2 separate regions of the Pan troglodytes genome follow, and region 1 is linked to region 2. A link is a contact called in public Hi-C data. All regions are on one chromosome and are shown on one strand. Each heading gives the region's core, a stretch centred on a gene start, on an enhancer-like site or on the middle of the called end of the contact. The rest is flanking DNA. Distances are from core to core; before and after follow the strand shown. Region 1 overlaps LOC129143765 (a long non-coding RNA gene). Region 2 holds the start of AFG2A (AFG2 AAA ATPase homolog A).

What was found. A called contact is a pair of places that touch in the nucleus more often than the background predicts.
Region 1: a Hi-C map of stem cell-derived neural progenitor cells shows a contact between it and region 2, with 4 times the contacts expected there. The contact joins the enhancer-like site here to the promoter of AFG2A in region 2. A contact is called at or near these places in 1 of 7 Hi-C or Micro-C datasets (stem cell-derived neural progenitor cells) and 1 of 1 datasets of contacts at active chromatin or transcription factors (stem cell-derived excitatory neurons).

What each region holds. Positions count from the first base shown.
Region 1 is chr3:125,297,992-125,301,748 of NHGRI_mPanTro3-v2.0_pri, reverse strand. All of the region lies in intron 3 of LOC129143765 (a long non-coding RNA gene), which reads left to right. Among named protein-coding and RNA genes, the nearest start is that of ANKRD50, 600 kb to the left of the region's middle. Within about 2 kb of position 2,463, at least 1 of the 24 cell types and tissues checked has an H3K27ac peak or open chromatin away from gene starts, as enhancers often do. A contact at or near this core is called in stem cell-derived neural progenitor cells, where this site is marked.
Region 2 is chr3:124,098,549-124,102,407 of NHGRI_mPanTro3-v2.0_pri, reverse strand. AFG2A (AFG2 AAA ATPase homolog A) reads right to left here and starts at 1,321. Exons shown (of 15, transcript XM_063809828.1): 1 at 554-1,321. The coding sequence starts at 713. It overlaps NUDT6 (nudix hydrolase 6), which reads left to right and starts at 1,251. Exons shown (of 7, transcript XM_517426.9): 1 at 1,251-1,521. The coding sequence starts at 1,284.

The DNA.
Region 1 (3,757 bases), core at 1,214-3,713, 1.2 Mb before region 2:
TTATTTCTACATTTCTAATTATTTATTATAAATATGTTAAAATTTATCAAATTACTATTTGCATCTTTTAAAATCCTCATATTTTCTTTCTCAGTTTATTAATGAGAGCTTTAATATTGAAAGAGTTTTTCATGTTTATCATCTTCTCATTTCTGGGATTAAAAATACCATTTGATTTTGGTATATTTTTTAATATGTTAGATTTATTTATTTAATATTTTGTTTTGGATATTTGCCTCTAGGTTTCTAAGGCAAATATCCCAATAATATCCTTACTATTTTTTGTTCTTGCTTAGTTGTGAAACCAAGATTCTACTAACCCTGTAGAATAAGGTGGACAGCTTTTGCAGTTTTCTCATTTCTAGAAACACATATAATATAAAAAATAACTATTTCTTAAATGTTGATTAATGTCAAATATAAAACAATCTGGGTTTGAGCAGTTGTGGGAGGCTCTAAGACTTTGATTATCAGTTCAATTGCACTGTTCTGTTTGAGTGTTTTATTTCTTCTTCTACCTTTTTGACATTTAATACTTTTTCCCATAATTTATCCTGTATATAAGTATGCAACTTTACTAGCAAGTTCTTGATTATAATGCTCTTTATTATTTTCTTCTCTCTTATTTTTTTGAGTTAATTTTTACTTCCTGAAGAATGTTACTTTCTAAAGCTCAAATTTTTAAGTACCATTTATGTCATAGATGCATTTTCTTTAAGTTTTAAATATTTTATAATTTTCCTCATTATTTCCTTTTTGAAATCTGAAACACATATTATTGCTTTTATAAATACAAAATTTTGTTAGCTACATTCTAATTTTATAATATTATGGCCAAAGAACCTAGTCAGTATGTTATTTGCTTTTTTGGAATTTATTGAAGATTCCTTTGAGCAATAGTAGAAGTCAATTTTTATGAATTATCAATTTATAATAAAAATGCATATTTTATCTTTGTTAGGTTTACAGCTGTATAAATATCTAATAGTTTAAACTTGCACATTATATTTTTTACATATGCTATGTTTGCCTTTTTTCTTTTTTTCTTATGTTTGATTTCTTGGTTTCTGAAAGGTAATGTTAAAAATCTCTAACTACAATGGTTAATATATCTATTTCTCCATGCATTTCTGTTAGTTGTGACGTTATATACTTTGAGGTTTTATTATGGAATACATCCTCATGATGGTTATGTCTTCCTTTATTGTTTCCTTACCAGTATATAAACATCATCTTTGTCTTTTTCAATCATTTCTTGTCTTGAAGTCTATATTCTGAGATATTAGCAGCTAAAGATGAACTGTGCACTTTCCTGTAAAAAAAGGCCTGTGATCTAAATATGCTGACAACTCCTGTGAAATCTTTTAAGTAAATGTGCCCTGTTAACAGTGACTAAGATAGTAGTTGCTTTTTAAAAACAAATGTGTGCTATGAGGAGAGAATCTTTCAAATGTATACTTGGAAATGTTGTTTGTTGTTTTAGATTTGGGCTGTCTGTAATAATGTAGAAGGAAACCTTATTCCCAAGAATCACCCTCGTGACTTCTTTCCAGCCCCTACTCACCCTTTTCCATGGGAGAAGAAAGTATTTTCCCACTTGTTGAATGTGGGAGAAAAGAAAGGGCATGCATAGACAGCTTCTCTCTATTTGGGGGATCTATCCTTGCAACAAGCTCAGCAAATACACCTGAGTTTCCAGGGGCTAATTGAACTCAGGAGGATGTAGAAGAGCTAGCTGATTTGACTGCTTAGTCACATTTTTATTTGAGGTTTATTAGAAATAAAGCGTTTGATATATCTTTCACCAGAAAGTGCTTCTATTGGAGAGAAACTATGTATTTAAGAAAGCAATACCTAGGTTTTATGAGTGAAATGTCTTAATTATGGAGATGCTCTCTACATCTTAAGGTGGAATTATAGAAAAGAAGTAAGCACTAATATTCCTGACAAAAAGAAAAATATACGTTTTGAACATTTAATTCCCATTAATAGTGACTTTCATTCTCATTGGGAGAGAGTCTTTCTTTTCTAAGATCAGATATGGTGCTAATACATAACTCCTCCCCCTGCTGCTTAGTTCTGAGGTTCAAAAGACTGCCAGGTGGCTTTTATCAACCCATGGAAAGCAAAGGATTTTTGCCTCAATTAAATGGTACTTTTCCAAATCTGTTTGTGAGCGGATTTAGGCATTGAAGCCCCAAAGTCACTTTAATAGGTGTGACTAGATTTCCATTTACCAATTAAAAATTTACCTTTTCAGCTGTCTGAACAATGACTCATAGGGTTTTGATTTTCTGTTAGAATAGAGTGACATAAAAAGTCAAATAAATGTTTCATGGTTAGCCAGTTCCAACTTATTACATTGCTGTGTTAAGAAGTCATGCAAACAGAATGTCCATCCGTCCCCTTGAGACATAAATTACTTTGTGATTACTCAAAGTGGCCACTAAAGGTCACTCTTACTCCATTTTCCCAGCCAGTTTTGAAGCCTGGCTCAGGTATAAAATTCATGAAGCCCCTGTCTTTGTACTAGCAACAGACAGACTTGAGATAGAATGTTTAGGGGTCAAGAAGCACAGTTTCCATACCTATTCAGTTTCAGGAGGATGCCAAACCTGCCTGTCTAAGTGGTTTGAGTCAGAAAGTTTGTGTTACATCTCCATGTTAATGCATTTCTAGAAAAGTTATCAAAATTTATAAAAAGTTCATTTTAAAGTAAATACAGGGTGAATATAAACTTCAGTCACTATATTCTGGCCCAGAGTAAAAAGTCCTTTTTTTAAAGAAGAAATAAGTCATTTTTAGGAAACACATTTAAGACTGAAACTCTTACTGAGCTGATAAATTATAACTGATCCTGTATGAGGAAGGGGGAAGGAAGGTTGAAAATAACACTTGCCAAGAATTGAACAGCTTAAATCATCTGTAAAAGTAGTGACATTACATGTAGGAGCCATTTCCTCCTTATACATAACTGTTTGGAATGTTTAGAAAATGCTCATATTTAAAAGTCTTGGATTTCTTAGGTAAGAGAGACTTGTGTGTGTGTACAATTTACACGAATGTCTAAGTAAACAGTATAGATAATATCACTAATAATAGGAGGAACATAAACTAAAACAAACAACTATCTTTTAACTTATGAGGACAAAAAATTAAACAGGAAAATAAAGTAGTAAGGTTTTAGAAAAGCAAGGTCATTTGCTTTTCACATTTTGGTGAGATTTTAAATAGGAACTGGCATTTGGCAATAACTAGTAAAAAGAATGTGTATTCTTTTGGACCTAACAGTTTTACCTCTAGAATTTACCTTAGGGAAACACTTACTCATTTGTTCAAGGACATATGTAAAATAAGTTACAGTGAAAAAAGTAGCACAACCCAAAGGTTAGTTATTGAGAGAATGGCTTATTTTATGCCTCAGGATATCATGTATTAATTAAAAGAATTGTTTTCTAAGACATTTGATCAAAAACTCAAATTCTATTAGATAAGTAGAGTATAATGGTATTTATTTTTTAAATGCAAATATTAAAATGCTACATTGAAACACATGAAATTGCTGATATTCACCTATTTTTAATCCACAAGGAAGACAATTTCATATGGTCCAATCTACATATACAAATAATGAGAAAGTAAACTGATTTTTTTCCCCAGAACTCAGGATTGAGGGTGATGATATGAGGGGATTTATAGATAATTTGAAAATATATATTGTAAGAAGAATATATTCAAATACTGTGTAAATAAAATG
Region 2 (3,859 bases), core at 72-2,571:
TTCCTCCCTCTATAAAACTGTCATTACTATACCCATCGGTCACGGCTTCTGTAGAAATCAGATGAGCTATATATACTGCTAACACTAGTGTGCAGTTACTAGCAGTTATTAAATATCATAACCTGCGTAGTACTGGAAGAAAATGCTATCATCACTCCTAAAGGCAGAGTGATCCACATTTTTACTGAATTGGTTATTTAGTTTTTTAGGATAAGTATCCCATGTTCGCTAGTTATGAACAATTTTGCAATTAAATGTGTCGTTAATGTTAAATGAGACAAAGCGTTTCAAGTGCAACTTAAAAATTCAAAATAATTTACAAAAGAGAAACCTTGGACACGGATAAACCATTTCAGCCTAACTTCTCCAGTGCAGGCGCGGCTACGTTTGCATGCTTCTTACATACAGAAGTCTTACACGCTTCTGTGCCGCTCTCAGACCCATGCCACGCCCAACTTTCAAAAGTCTCTGCACCCCAAGTCAGTATCACTGAGTCTCCCGCCCCTCAGGTTGCGCCCCCTCGGCCTCTAGTCTCCCACCCGGAATTCTTTACCCTTTTCTAATAAGTTGGTCACCCTCAGAGTCCCGGAGGTTGCCGCGAAGTCTGATCCAGCAGAAGGAGCCCGTGCCTCCGCACAAGAGGAAGCAGCAGAGGGCAAGGGCGAACCATTTTCCGCGCTTTGGTTCAACCGCTTTCTGTTCTTGGAAGACATGGTCACAAGGTACCCTAGCCGAAGCAGTAGAAAAGCCGACTCAATGTGCGCGCTCCAACTGAGAGAAAAACTTCCGGGGCAGAAGTCAGCGAGGGTCCGCCCCTGCGCCGTAATCCCCTGAGTGGAGCGCAGCAGTGCACAGCGTGGTGGGAGGGACTGAGCGTTTTCAAAACCAGCAGTCTTTGAAACAGCTGTAACGGCATCTGTGAAAGAAGATAGGTTCCAGGAACGGAACTGCCACTTAGATTGTAAATTCCTGAAAAACAGGACGTTTTTGCATCTCCTCCCGGCTTCCCCATCCCTAAACCAACGTCTGTTGAATTAAACTACCAAACAAAATAAGTGGGTGGCGGTGGGGGAGGAGGTTTTCCCCGCTTAACTGGAGCGGGGCAAATTGCTGAGAAGGGCTGGTGGACCACTTCGCGGTCTCCTTGGCATAGCTCTGCAGAGTGGTAACCCCAGCTCAACTCTGAGGGTATTGATGGCACTCTTCTAAAATGTACGGCCGCGATCTCCGCTCTGGAGCGCGGAGGGGTCATTTGGGGAACGGACGAATTAAGCGGCGTGGAGATGCGGCAGCCACTGAGCTGGGGCCGCTGGCGCGCGGTGCTTGCCCGAACCTACGGCCCCGGGCCTTCGGCGGGTTACCGCTGGGCCTCGGGCGCACAGGGTTACGTGCGGAATCCGCCAGTTGGAGCTTGCGATCTGCAGGGCGAGCTGGACAGATTCGGGGGCATCTCGGTGCGCCTGGCGCGGCTCGATGCGCTGGACCGCCTGGACGCTGCCGCCTTCCAGAAGGGCTTGCAGGGCAAGTGCGCCTGGGACGAAGGGCTCCCGGGGCTCCAGAGCTTTTCTAATGAAATAACCGCGGCCCCCACTCCCTAGTCGCTCTGTGCACCACTGTCGAGCCCAGAGGGAAAGGGAGAAGGCACGCGTGACCTGGACCTGTTTTCTGGAGCATTCGTGCTTAGACCTTTTGCTGGGAGGTCTCTAAGGCGGTTGGGTGAAATGGTGAAGATCCGGACTTTGGGATCTGCAACCCTGGTTGCTGGTCCACTTTCTAGTGTGCGACATTCGGAAATTGCCGTAAACCACCATTTCCTCTTCCACAGACCCCGGTAATAAGAACTCCTGGAATTACTGAGAGTTAATTTGGATAATGCACATAAAGTGCACAGCACAGTGCCTGCCACGTATTTAAAGCTCAGTAGATGTTTGTTAATATTATATTATTACATTATTAGTATCCTTTACCGAGCCTTGGTTCTGTCGGACACTTTTCCCAAGGAAAAAAACTCTTACATTCTAATACGGGTGGTGGACTGAGTGGACCAAGAGGCTTTTCTTTTTTATTTTTAATTTTTGTGGGTCCATAGTAGGTGTGTATGTTTATGGGGTATATGAGCTATTTTGATAGAGGTATAAATGTGTAATAATTACATCAGGGTAAATGAGATACTCATCACCACGAGCATTCAACCATAATCCAGTTACTCTTAGTTATTTTTAAATGTACAGTTTTTTTGGTGGTGGTTGTTGTTTTTTTTGTTTGTTTGTTTTTTTTTGTTTTTTTTTTTTTTTTGAGACAGGGTATCATTCTGTCTCCCAGGCTAGAGTGCAGTGGTAGGATCAGGGTTCACTGCAGCCTCCAACCGCTGAGCTCAAGCAATCCTCCCACCTCAGCCTCCTGGGTAGCTAGGACTACAGGCGCGCATCTGGCTTTTTTCTATTTTTTCTAGAAACGGTGTCTCACTGTGTTGCCCAGGCTGGTCTCAGTCTCCCGGGCTCAACTGATTCTCCCGCCTTGGCCCCTCAAAGTGCTGGGATTACAGGCAGGAGCCACTGCACCCAGCTTGAATCTTTATTGAATATAGTCACCCTGTTGGGCTATCAAATACTAAACCAGAGAGGTTCAGAGTGTCACATTTGTATACAAATTGGGTCAACAGCTGTCCCAGCAAGAACTGGAGTTTTTTAGAATAACGCTTCTTTTATGATTAACCAGGGACGGTGGTGGGTGGTTTCAGTCTTCAATAAGAAAACTTTTTACTGGCTTTCAACCTTGAGCCCAATGATAAGAAAGCTTGGATGGAGGAGCCTTCACTTTGGAAGAAGTCGATTTAGTGGTGCAGCAGTTTTTCAAACGGCCTCTGAGGGTTTTATAATCTAATTGAAGGCATAGCATGCAAATTCAACTATGGAAAAATCTCTCACACTGGAAACTCAAAATAATCTTTATCCTATTGAGCAATATGGCAAGAAGCATATCTGTAAATATAATTGAGCTAGTTATTTCAATGTTTACTCATCCTCATTCCCAGACTTCTTACCTCTTCACATTATTTTCTCTCCTACTTGCTAGTAATTGCTGACAAGCCCACTTAGACTGCAACAGTGTCACTAATAGGAGAATCAATCGTTTTATCTTCCAGTGTGTGGGTAGACACAGGTGTTGTACCCACTGATACTTATCAATGACCAAACAGGTGATCAAAGCACTACCCCAGTCAGCATGGCAAAGCAGAAAGCTGTGCGATTTGGAGGTGCACATTCTGGGTTTAAGTACCAGGTTCTGCCATGTGCTTAGCCAGGCATTAGGCAAATTGCCACCGAAAATATTTGCTTCTTAGCTTGCTTTTTGTGAATAACGCCAGCTCTAATTACTGGATAGATGCGTTGATCAAAGATGAAACTAATTTGTAAACTTAAGTACCAAATACTTGTTATATTTTTTCAATAAAACAAATTTTGTTGCACTTAATGGTAGATGTTTTAGGATCTTTATAAATAGTAATTAATCCTCCTAACAACCCTTTGAGGTAGATAGCATTATTATTCCTATTTTAAAGATGACAGTAGTGAGGCACAGAGAGAAAAATTTACTTGCCCTGGCTCTACACCTTTCTTACTGCACTATGCTACCTTGAAGAACTCCTGCTGGTTCTGTTGTTATAATTGAACAAAACTAACTGAATGGTAGTGCCTATAAAGGGAGACTATTTACACATGAAGTCCGCTATTCTTAGTCTTTATGGACTAAGAAGTCCATATTCTTGGTGGAATAAGAAGTCAACTATTCATATTCTTTTAGAACATGAACTATTGATGTTTTGTTACCAACAACTAAAGTTAGAGGGATAAACAGG